Regions from separate parts of the Bos taurus genome. Here region 2 is linked to region 1. Evidence: chromatin contacts called from public Hi-C data. All regions are on one chromosome and are shown on one strand. The core of a region is the stretch at or near the end of the contact, and the rest is flanking DNA. Distances in the headings are between cores, read along the strand shown.

Region 1 (6,636 bases), core at 2,299-4,798:
AAAGCCCTAGTATCCATACTGTATCGAGAACTCTTAAATTGTAATAATAAGAGGAAAATAACTCAATAATGAAATTGCTTTGTAATTTTTGTTCACCAGCTTGAAAAACTTCAGACAGCTGTACTGAGCCTTTTAAAGCACTAACTGCTTTAACAAACTCAGAGCCTGCAGGTTTGTTTCCCTCTGAGTCTCAGGTTCCTCCATGATCTTTTATCAGGCAGGGTGCTAGCACTGTCCAGCGCTTTTAACTGAAGACCAGCTTGAGACTTTTTAAACCACCCAGGTGATACAGGATGGAGCTGCAAATTACAGGAGGGCTGGCCTGTGGCCATATAAAACCAGCCAAGGGGCTCCAACAGAGCACTCACGCTCATGGCTTTGGTGGAAACAAAACATAAGACAATAGCTGAGCCTTGGTATCGTATTTCCCACAGAAGCAATCCGAGACGGGACTGTGTTTTAAACACAACAGACGACAAGGATTTATTAAATCAGTAACTCCACCAAATGGTTTCAAGGATGTTAAGTGAACCACCCAAGGCTGTACTACTGGTGAATTGTGGGGCAGGATTTGAACCCAAGCAGCCTGACTCTAGAACTACTGCTGCCCATGATCCACTATAGGTGAGTTGCAGTCCCTGACCTTGTCCTCTGGTGTGAGGCATGGCCAAGAGACAGGGCCAGGTGAGGAGTGTTTGATAACCAAAGTATGTGGTGATCTTAGGACCACATGAAGGCTCCATTTAGGTCTTTCTGGGGAGGTATGGATTTCCTCTAGACACTGGTCTTGCTGCTGCTGCTGCTGCTAAGTCACTTCAGTCGTGTCTGACTCTGTGCAACCCCATAGATGGCAGCCCACCAGGCTCCCCAGTCCCTGGGATTCTCCAGGCAAGAACACTGGAGTGGGTTGCCATTTCCTCTCTTGGGGCCAAAGATGTGTTTATGTCTGATGGGACAAGCCAATGCAGTTTGTTCATTTCAGGCTGGGCTGAAGTTCTGTAAAATGTTGGAAGCAGAAAGATGTGCTGTGGTATAGTAACCTCTGGGTTTTCTGGGACTTAAGTTCTCCAAGTAGATACTCGGTGTGGTGGCCAGTAGATTTCCGAGCACTGGATAAAGAGCACTTGAGGCTTCTTCTCCCGACTTAGCTCCTGGGACACCCTTGGCGGCTTGACTCTGTGAGGATAGGACTGTCTTGTCTCACGAGCAGGACCACCAGGCGATGGCTGTTTCCAAGTTTCAGAAGCAAATTTCCCTGGGAGTTCTTTCTTCTATGCAGGTCAGCTGACATCATTCTGGACAAGAAGTATGTGGGCAGCTACTCAGGGGTTTAGCCCAAGTGGGGACTACCCCTTCTGCCTCCCAGCAAAGGCAAGTTACCACGTCTGGGTGAAGGGCTTTGCTAAGATAAGGCAAAGGTGAAGATGAGCAACAACTTACTGAATGCTGTGACTTTCAAGTTAAATTCATAGCCCATCACCAAGAACATGATTAAGGAGGCAGTCAGGAGGGCAAGGCTGGCCACCCAGCACTATCTGTGGGATCGACAACAACCATGATTACTATTACAGCTCTCACTCACCGAACTCTCACTGTATACCGGGCAGAGTGCTAATGGCTTTACAAGCTCAACTCGCTGAATCCTCTCAACAATCCCAAGACTGTTTCCTTCTCCCAGATGAAGAATATGGGCTCAGAAGGGGTCACACAACTAGGAGACGGGGGAGCTGGCATGTGAACCCAGGCCTGCCTGATGCCAAAGCTGGGGCTGCTGAAGCACTGCAGTGGGCCACCTCTCAGAGAGGCAGCAAAGAAGAAAAAGCTGGGGGGCTTAGCACTCTGCAGTTCTGGGGGTAGGCATTTAGGGATGGAGCAGACAGTGGAAGATTTATTTATTTATGGCTGTGCTGGGTCTCTGTTGCTGAACGTGGGCTTTCTCTAGCTGCGGCAAGCAGGGGCCACTCTTCATGGCTCTGCACAGGCCTCTCATTGAAGTGGCTTCTCTTGTTGCAGAGCATGGGTGGTCTCAAGTAGTTGTGGCACATGGACTTAGTTGCTCCTAGGCATGTGGGATCTTCCCAGGCCAGGGATGGAACCCGGGTCTCCAGCATTGGCAGGTGGATTCTTTACTGGACCACCAGGGGAGTTTGGCAATGGAAGTTTTAACAGAGAAAGGCCAGTGAGGCAAGGCCCTGTGGCCTATGGCACGGATGACCAGCAGAGCCTAGGAAGAAGGCTAGGGCCTCAGGCAGTGGCAGACAGGGACGGTCTCCTTTCCTGCTGTCCTCTGAATAAAGATAACGTTTTGTAATCACAGTCATTTTGCCTCTCTCTCCTGGACCTCGGCATTGCTCACATGGCAGTGCCAAGCTGACCAGTCCAGGAAAAGGGAAGAGCTAGGGTTCCGGGGACCGTTCACAAAGGATTATGTGAATTTGTCTTTGGCCCCATTCTGGCAGACCATCTTCCTGTGTCTCCCTGGCTTTATTACAGATCTATCAAAGGGTACCTTCACCCTATTAATAGCACCTTCCATATAAAGAACAATGGTACTTTCCCTTCCAGCAAAGCTCTGAAGAGCCCTACTGACCCTTCCCGGGCTCCCCTCAGGCAGGTCTTCTGTGGAAATGAGGATCACAGGCTGCTCACAGCTGTATCTCAGGTGCCATGATCAGGTGCTCAGTGATGTACAGGCCTCCTTACCTCATCTGAAGAGCCGTTTTCCACTCGAAACCTTCCGGCCCTTTGGATGGCTCCATCGGCATCACTGGAAATAAGCTGGGGAACAAAAGAGGACTCAGTTAGGAAGCTGTTTGCAACGCCCCTTCCATCTGTCTGTATCTGCCTAGAAGTTAAGTCAGATCCGGCAAGAGCTGGAGGGCCCAACCTGGAAACTGACCGTCTCTCGGAAGCTGTCAATCACGTTCTCACACAGGTGGCCCCATAGTCTTTAGGAAGCTGAAGAGTGAGGAACACCTAGCCCATGAGAGTGGACAGTAAGAGCATCAAATCTAAATTTGAACATATTCCAACATGGAAAAGCACTGAAAGGACGCTCCCTGAAAATCAACCTTAATAAGCGTCATAGGCGGACAAGTGCAGCTCACAGATGGCAAAAGGGAAAGCCAAGTCTCAAGTTCATCTGCCTTCACAGGAAAGCCTAAAAAACAATTAATGGCTGGCAGAAACTCAAGGCTCTACTAACATCACAGACAGCTCTTGTGCTTCATTCAGTTTCAGTTTCCAAAAGGCCAATTAGCCCTTTCCAAGGCAGGCAGACTGTATTTTAGCTCCAGCAATGTGATTCTTGCAAATAGTCTTCATTCAAGGAGCTCGAAGCCAGAAAGAGACATGCTTGTGTTCAGTCGCTTCAGTCCTGTCCGACTCTTTGCGACCCCATGGACAGTATCCCACCAGACTCCTTAGTCCACGGGGATTTTCTCCAGGCAAGAATACTGGAGTGGGTTGCCATGTCCTGCACCAGGGGATTTTCCCTGGCTAGAACCAAGGTTAGAACCTGCGTCTCCTGTGTCTCCTGCGTTGCAGGCAGATTCTTTACCACTGAGTCATCAGGGAAGCCCAGGAGTTAAGAGGAAATCAGGCCTTGGGCATCATTCCTCAAATCACTGACTCAAGATTTAACTTACCTTCTCCTAAATTGTCTGAATTTCTCAGTAGCAACTTGAGAGAATGACATGTCTTTTTTTCAACTTTTAAAATCTTCCCACAAATTTGCAGCAAAGATCTGCCAACGATTTCCATATCCCAGACCCATTAGAACATGCTTGCCCAGAGGGGCACTTCTCACCACTCTAATGCAAGACTCACTCAGTGAAAAGATACAAGGTTTCTTAAGAATGATTATCTCATGTTCTAACTTGTGTTTAAGAGACATGAAGGTGTGAAAATATGTGGAAATTTTTCACTTATCTTCAAGGAAACCTGTTTGTTTGAAAATGACTGATATACTTTTCCCATCATAAATACAAAAATAATAGAATATAATATTTACTGAGAGCTACTATGTACCATATATTCCTCTGGCCTTAATATTTGAGTCTCATAAAATAATACAAAGTAGATTCTGTCATTATTCTCATTTATAAGTGAGGAAGCTGAGGCAGAGGAAGGTTAAAATAACTAGGCAAGATTACATTTAGTCTGTGGTAGGCAGGCAGTGTGAACACAGGCAGTCAGATTCCAGAAGCCTGTTCTCCCCTGACCTCTACCCTACTTAACCATCCTCCATGGAATGTCCATAATAAGGTACAGTTTTTATACTTAACCTATATCCTGCAAAATAACTTTAAAAAAAAACATGAAGAAGATTTATGTATATGTTTAGCTTTGATGTTATCTGATCATTACACTGTTGATAAACTGAAAATGGGCAATAGAGGCTTTGTAGTAAAGAATTTAATTTACCCAGAGAGAGGTCTGGGGGTTTCCCTGGTGGTCTAGTGGTTAAGAATCCACCTTCCAATACAGGAGACTCGAGTCTGATCCCTGCTTAGGGAACTAAGATCCCATGTGCCTCGGGGCAACTAAGCCCAGGTGCTGCAAACTACAGATCTGCACACCCAGGAATCCAAGGGCCAAAACTAGACAGAGAAGCCCGTGTGCCACAATGAAAGATTCCGCATGCTGCAATGAAGATCCCATGTGCTGCAGCTAAGACTCAACATAGCCAGATAAATAAATACTTTTTTTTTTTTATTTTAAAGAGAGCAATACCTTTGTTCTGACCTTTATTCTCGGCTCCTGGGAGGTGATCTCTAAGCCCTGGGAATGTCCTACATGACTGTCTGTTTCTCTGGTGACTACTGAGCCACACGAGAGAGTATGGTGGGGGCGTTGGGTCTCTCGGTATCAGATCTACCTCTGGATACCAAGACTGAGATGGGCTTCCCTGGTTGTCACTACTCCACGTGTAGATCACACACGGTTGCCAGGAGGTGTTGATGCTGACCATGACACCATGGGAGAGGACAGCTGGAAGACCTGCATTTGGACTCTCCAGGCTCTGTCCCATGCGTTTGTTTCCTTGGCTGATTTTAATCTTTTGCTGTAATAAACAGTAAGTGAGCTTAACAGCTTTCTGCACACTCTGAGGTCACATCTGGATTTGGCAAGAGAAAGTGAAAGTCGCTCAGTCATGTCCGACTCTTTGTGACCCCATGGACTATACAATCCATGGAATTCTCCAGGCCAGAATACTGGAGTGGGTAGCCTTTCCCTTCTCTAGGGGATCTTCTCGAACCCAGGTCTCCTGTATTGTGGGCAGATTTTTTACCAGCTGAGCCACAAGGGAAGCCTTGGCAAGAGGAGAGAGCCGCAATCAATTACTAACGTCTGCCACTGGTATATAAAGAGAGAGGGTGATGCACACATCCTTGCATTAGAGGTTGGTAGACATACTCCTCACTCTAGCAGCGAGTCTCATCAGGGACTCAGAAGCTTGGGAGAAGGGCTGATCATCATTCACTGATTCACTCATTCATTCGCATAACAAATGTAAAGAGTGGTGGACTATATTCCAGACACTGCCGGGCACAGGCTATGATGACCTTTTCCTTGGCTGAGATTAGAACAAGAAGCTTATTGCTCATCTTGATTGACAGGTTCAAGAAGAAGAAAGGGAGGAAATATTGAATGATTTGATGGTTAGAAAGAATTCAGCTCCCTCTGAACAATCATCACAAAATTCTTGAAGACCCTGAACTTCCGCCTCCATCTAACACATTTAACGCTATCACCGTCACTCTCCCTACCACCAACCATCACCATAAGCTTGCTGTCATCTCTCCCTTGGGTGACTGCAACCACCTCCTAACTGGCCTGAATACCCCCCACCATCGCTTTTCTCCAAACCACACTTCATACCAAAGAGCAGGGATTTTGGCATCTACAAATCTGATTGCCCCGTGATCCCAGCTCCATCCTGGCAGCCCCTTCTTTCCCACCAGAGGACAAACACGCACGGGAACCCCTCACTTAGAAGGTCCTCCTCTCCCACCTTCCCCTCGTGAACTCCTCATCCTTCAATTCCACCACAGTCCCCACTTCTCAGACCCCTTCCCTGACTTCAATGCCCACGAAAACGCCCCCAGCAAGGCTCAGGGGGTGCTCAGGGTCCTGGTTGACGTTCTTTTGTGCCATTACCAGATTCATGCCTGTCTCTCCTCACTCCCTCTGAGAAACTCAGGAAGACTATTTTCTCACCGCTGTATCCCCAGAGCTATGCTCATTGCCTGACACAGTACTGATAATAAATATTTATTACACAGGAAACCCATCAATAGATGAATGCCAAATGCTATGGAAATGACCAAATGGATAGAAGACTGGTGGCAAGAGCACTTCCAGTCCCGGAAACCAAAGAAAGTTCGTTACTCACATACACGATTTCAAAGAGATTCTACCCAGTCTGTCATGAAAGAAAGACCAAAGGGAAGGACAGACCAAATCACAAGGCTGTGCAAGGGAAAGGCAGCCTGAGTAGCAACAGTCCAACTCGGCAGGTCGGACTGACGCTGCTGAGCTCACACTGCCAAGGCCTATCTGCCGTGAGGGCAGGTGTTCAGGCAGCAGGTGAGAAGGGGACCTACCAGTCCCACTGGGGAAGTGACTCTTGCT
Region 2 (5,965 bases), core at 2,376-4,875, 93 kb before region 1:
AGAAAGGAAAGACCACGGACCTGCATGTTGTCCACTCTGAGGAACCAGAGGACACATGCCCCGGGCCCCGCCACTGCCCATCTGGCCCCAAACCCCCATTCCCACATGGTTCTCAGGCCATCCTTTGACAATTCTTATCGGGGCCTGCTGCTGGGCACTTTTTACAGCATCAGTTAATTTAATCCCTCAGCAGCCTTGGACTAGGTAAAGTTAATCTCCACGTGAAGACAGGGAACCTGAGGCTCCCAGGGGCAGTTGACTAGGCCAAGGTCACACAGCTAATAAGTGGCATATTCCCCTAATCCAGGGCTGTCAGATATGAAGCCTGCCTTTCCTCTACCCCAGTTCATTCCAGGGTGCCTCTGGAAGCTTCCTCTTGCTTCTGGAAGCTTCCTCATGCTGGCTCCAGCTGACCCTCGGGTTCTCTGGAACCTGCCGCCTTCAGGCTGCAAATCCAGTACTGATTCTGAGGGAGACACACATTTGCGCCCTCCAAGCTCTTAGGCTAAAGACTTTCCTTCCAGCCCCAGAATCCTAGCTGGTCACCGCACAGGGAGCTACTGCTCTAACTCGTCAGCCCTCCCTACACTCCTAGAATGGGCTTCTGCTCTGGGGAGATGAGGACATCACCTTCTCCAGCTCTCCTCAGAATACTGTCTCAAGACCCACACGACCCAGGGTTCTCAGGGAAGTGGTCTGGGAAGGTGGCATCTTGGGCAGTGGCTGTGTGACCTTGGGCAAGTCCCCTGACCTCTCTGAACTTCAGTTTCTACATCTGTAAGATAGTCAAACATCCATGAACAGTCACAAGAGATAATAAGAAAACCATACCTGCCAGGTAGGCTAGGAGGATGCCTGTGACTACCATCAGCTGCACACAGGAGCCGAGCAGCCCTCGCACCTCAGGGTAGGCAATTTCAGAGATATAGACCTGTTGGTAATTAAGACGAGAGTGTACATGGGGTCCAGGAGTTCTTAAAACTGAAAAGTCTCAGCCATTCAGAGCTGAGGAGAGTCTCGACTGGGGTACTTGCAGGCCCAGGGGACCCCTAACTGCAGGTGCCTGGACATCAGAGCTCCCCACCATGTAATCCACAGCACATGTTTGAAGGGTACATATGTGGACACTGTGTGTGTGTGTGGGGGGGGGGGGGTGGCACAGAGCTTTTCACACTTTCATTTAATTGTATACCCTTGACAAAAAGCAAATTCTAACATAGTAGGTGTGTAGAGCTTCCCTGGTGGCCCAGTGGTAGAGAATCTACCTGCCACGCAGGAGATACAGGCTCCATCCCTGGGTGGGGAAGCACCCCTGGAGAAGAAAATGGCAACCCACTCCAGTATTCCTCCCTGGGAAATCCCACGGACAGAGGAGCCTGGTGTGATATAGTCTGTGGGGTCACAAAGAGTCAGATACGAGACTTGGCAACTAAACAACAACAGATGTGTGGTGGGCCCACAATTCCGCCTGTCTAACCACCTCCAGGAGACACACAGCTGCTGACCCAAGGACCACACTTTGGGTGGTGCCCTTGGAGTGAAAGCAGGAACTCTCTGCCTCAGTCACCACCAGTGACTGCCACAGCTTCCTCTGGGCTCAGGAGCCAGAAAGCGCTTGCCCACGCTTCTGTGTTATTCCATATCTTATGTCCACGACTAAGTCAGGTGTGTTTTTGCGCAGTAAAAAAAAAACACCAAAAAAATCCAGATATAAAATCCAACCTAGCTGCTGCCTATTATCCAGCAGATGCAGTTGAAATGAATGGTAGGTGCAAAGGGAGGGATTCTGAGCTACTGCTTTTAGTCTTGATTGGTTAGGGTGTGGGTGGTGGTGGACCACTCAAGCCCACGACCAGGAGCAGGTCACAGGACACCCAGCAATCCCAGCTGCCAGGGTCCAAGTCCTTCCACCGGCCATGCCAGGGCCAGGGCTGTGTGTGTAGGCTCTTGTGTAGGCATGGCCTGAGCTAACACCGTCATTCCCACCTTAAGGGCTCACAGAGGTGCTCTGCCCAGGGCTGCAGTTTCACCCAGACGTGTCCAGCTCCAAAGGCAGCCTGGGCAGTGCTGGGTCAGGAGGTGGTGAGAGAGGAGCAGGGGGAACGCCTGGAGGGCCGCTTTCTGAGCAGTGAAGGGGCGCACCATGTCCCAACAGTCTCTGCCCCTTGGGACAAACCACAGTGGGATTTTCCTGCTGAACTGTAGCCACTGGTCTGAAGGCCAAGGGGGATCTAAGCCATCGTGCGAGGCTTCTGTTGACCATCCACAGAGGGCACTTCATTTGTAGAGCCAAAGAGAGGCCCTGTTAAGTGCCACCACCCAGGGTTCAAGAAGTAGCATCACCACTGACTTTGTGCTTAAACCAAGGACTTGTGGCTCAGCTGGTAAACAATCTGCCTGCAATGAGGGAGACCTGAGTTCGATCCCTGGGTTGGGAAGATCCCTTTGGAGAAGGGAAAGGCTACCCACTCCAGCATTCTGGCCTGGAGAATTCCATGGACTACAGTCCATGGGGTCGCAAAGAGTCCGACACGACTGAGCGACTTTCACTTCACGTTCCTTTAAGCTTCATCTGTAACCAGGGATGGATAACAACAGTTCTTTCCAAGGCCCCATGGGAGTGTAAGGAAGATGGAGCAGGGGAGGGGCATGGTGTCAGGCACTCAAGAGGCCGCAGCCAGGGAGAGAATCAGGCCCCGAGTTCGGCCCCTTCCCCTGGGTCCCAGGGCGCCAGACTGGGGGGAAACACACTCACCGGGGCCACGAGCGAGGCAATGCCGCAGGCCAGGCCGGTGAGCAGGCGGCCTCCGAGCAGCATCCACAGGTTCTGAGCCGCGGTGATGACGGCGAAGCCGGCCACGAAGGGCAAGGCGCAGAGGACTAGGCTCAGCTTGCGCCCCGCGCGGTCCAGGAGCCAGCCGCCCAGCACGCCCCCGGCCGCGGCGCCCAGGGTCACGATGGCCTGGGGGCGGGGAGACCGCCGGCTGAGGGAGGGGGCGCCGGGGGCCCGCGGCCCAACCTCGCCCTCCACCCCACCCTCAGCCGCTGCGGGGGCAGGGGAGATGGGCGACCCCTCTCAGGGGAGCCGGGACATACTCGGCGGAGGGTCTCCGTGCCCGCCCGAAGCCAGGCAGCGCGGGGAGGGTCCTGGCACACGTCTTAGGGGTGGGCGAAGTAGGGTCCCAGGAGGGCAGGAGGGTGAGCCCGAGGCCTCACCCCGAACCAGGAGGCTGCGTCTTCGTCGAGGTGCGGGGCCGGGGGCGCGGCGCGCCTCAGGCTCGGGATGGCCGGGGAGCTGTAGCCGAGGGCGAAGCCGAAGCTGAGCGGTCCCAGGGCAGCGGCGAAGGCAGCGAGGAAGACGCGGCGGCCGCGGGGAGCGCTGCGGAGACAGGGGCGGTCGGTGAGCCGCAAGGCCTGGGCGCAGCGGATGGAGTGAGGCCGCGCCAGCGGACCCGGGTTCCCCCTACCGCTCACCTGCCGCCGGGCGGCCGTAGGAGCGGCTGGGTCTCCTCTTGGTCCTCAGGCGTCATGTCCGCGATCAACGCTTGCTTTTAGGGCTCTGACGCCTTGAACTGCCACGGGTCCCGCGAGTGCGGCCAGCACCGGCGTTTCAGCCAGGGCAACCAACAGACGGTGAGGAGCGGCTCCAGGCCGGGGTAAGGGAGCAGCCAATGGGAACGCAAGGCGGGGTTAGCTTCTGCTCTAGGTGCCGCCCTTCAAGTGAAAGCGGACCAATGGAAGGAAAGAGCCTGAGGGGTCTCTCACTGGAACCGTCCCCAGGACGGCCATCCAATGTATAGGCAGGGGAGGAGCTTGTATATGGCGGGGGCTCACACAGCCACCCAATAGGAGGGTGACGCGAGCTCGAAGGCGGGGTCATCTAAGAAACCGCGACCCACGCTGGCCAATGAGAGTGGAGGGTGGGGATTACATTTGCGCCGGGAACCGCCTCTTAATCTAGCTTCCACCAATGCAGCTAGGAAGCCGAACGGAGGCTGGGCACGTGGGTGGCGTCCGGGACTGCCCTCCCTCTCTTTGCGCAGCGCCGCTGACCTCCCTGGTTAGGGTCTGCAGTAACTGCTCAGCGTTAACCTCTGCTCTGAGGCGTGGGCAGCTCTGCCCACAGAGAGCCGCAGGGTGGAAGGTCTCCAAACACCGGTTATGGGCTGGTCTGTTCTCGGATCAGCTGTGTTTTGGGAGGCGTGGTCCTGGGCGCCGCAGCCCAACTCTTGTGCTTGTTAAGACTTGGAGTGAGGGCGGGAGAGCCAAGGTTGCTGACTGCTACGGAGCCACAGACCGATGACGACCACGACCTTCGGGTACTGAGAACCCGTGTTGGGCGGGGTCCCCCATGCCGCATAGCTGTGACTGATCTGGGCCTAAATGGTGAGCCCCATGGTCTCTGTTAAATTCCGCTCACTTCACAGGTAATCCTGACTTTGGAATCTTCATCTTAATACTACACCTCCCAATTTTGAGTCCCCTGCGGATGTTAATAGCGTCTCTCTACGTGTGTGCACCCTGGTCATTGGTGGAGGTGAGTATGAAGAAGTCAGGGCGCTGTAGAACGTCGCGATTTGTATGCCACATTCCCTGGGTGCAGGCAGCTGCGGTGGAGTGCTGTGTAATTCTGTCAAGAACCAGGACTAAGAGAGTAACAGGCTTAGCTTCTAATCCCTCTCTGGGCCTCTTTCTCTTCTTCTCTAAGTGGAAATGATAGTATCTATCATTGCAGGAGGGTTTGTTGTAGGGGCAAAGTGAAAAGACCAAGTACATTCCAGATAACTCAAATATTAGGCAGTATAATTAGTGCAGTCACCAGATTGTATTATCTTTCAAGACATAGGCAACCATCCCTCGGTTCTTCCTCGGTGTCTTGTGCTCCAATCGTAAATTCTTATTACAGCGCTAATCATTGCTTGTGATTCACCTGTCTACTTCTCTCCCTTCCCCAATGGACATGATCTTCTGCTCCAGACAGTGGGTACTGGATGTTTGCAGAGGGGATGGATGCTTCAGATTCCAAGGGCAAACTGCTGCTGCTAGACAGTTTACTTGGCAGTTCAGCCTGAGGGGTATGCAGAGAGGCTTCTGTAGACATGGTGATCCAGTGAGCCTAGCTAAGGCCAGTCAGCCCTCCAAGCCATGCGTGTGCACTAAGTCGCTTCAGTTGTGTCCAACTCTTTCCAACCCCACGGACTGTAGCCCGCCAGACTCCTCTGTCCATGGGATTCTTCAGGCAAGACTACTGGAGTGGCCGCCAAGCCATGAACCGTTGCAAACCTGCTCCTGCCCTCTGGCTGGTCATCTCCCTCCCCATGAGTGTGCAGCATTCACTTGGCCTTTGTAAGCAGACATTGCTGCCAGAGCAGACTCCCGCCTTCCTTTTATAAGCTAAGTCCATCAAACTGTTTAGTAGTGCCCACCCCTTGCCCATTCTACATCCACTCCTCAGATCTGTGACTCTTGCAAATCATGGGGTGGCTCTGATGCTGCCAGTATCTTTGGAAGAATGGTCTAAATAGCCCTTGGTTTTTCAATTCCAGGCTGAGAAGCAAGAAACTTCAGGGGAAAGAAAAAGATGACAGGAAAAACACACATACAAGCTCATGAGGCTTACAAATTATTTTAACACAAAAAACACCAGCCAGATCCAGCTGACACAAGGCACTCAGCCTGGCTCTGTAGGGTGGACAGGGGACAGGGCACAGTTCTGGGGTCAGAGCACTCACAGGTTCAAATCACTACCCCCTTTTGAATCTCAGTTTCCTTATTTGAAAAGCAAACATAGTAAAACCCAATCCATAAAGCTTTGGGTGAGGTCAAGATACAGCATGTAGTTGATCTTGCGTTTTCCCCTCTTATATGAAAAGGGCATAACAAAACACAAAAGAACAGGAGCACTGACGCTGCAAAGACTGTGAGGAGGCTCCTTTGGTTATGGACCCACCTGGGTACACTGAAG

The links. A called contact is a pair of places that touch in the nucleus more often than the background predicts.
Region 2: a contact with region 1 is called in a Hi-C map of blastocyst, with 2.6 times the contacts expected there. The contact joins the promoter of SLC2A8 here to the enhancer-like site in region 1. A contact is called at or near these places in 2 of 11 Hi-C or Micro-C datasets (blastocyst and liver).

Annotation. Positions count from the first base shown.
Region 1 is chr11:98,052,838-98,059,473 of ARS-UCD2.0, reverse strand. GARNL3 (GTPase activating Rap/RanGAP domain like 3) reads right to left here. Exons shown (of 23, transcript NM_001077872.2): 2 at 2,704-2,778. Among named protein-coding and RNA genes, the nearest start is that of TRNAG-UCC, 9.5 kb to the left of the region's middle. Within about 2 kb of position 3,548, at least 8 of the 102 cell types and tissues checked have an H3K27ac peak or open chromatin away from gene starts, as enhancers often do. A contact at or near this core is called in blastocyst, where this site is marked.
Region 2 is chr11:98,147,078-98,153,042 of ARS-UCD2.0, reverse strand. It overlaps SLC2A8 (solute carrier family 2 member 8), which reads right to left and starts at 3,625. Exons shown (of 10, transcript NM_201528.1): 1 at 3,475-3,625; 2 at 3,217-3,379; 3 at 2,756-2,962; 4 at 832-931. The coding sequence starts at 3,530. It overlaps LOC100847606 (a long non-coding RNA gene), which reads left to right and starts at 4,064. Exons shown (of 3, transcript XR_003037281.2): 1 at 4,064-4,319; 2 at 4,428-4,537. It also overlaps a transcript of GARNL3 not described here.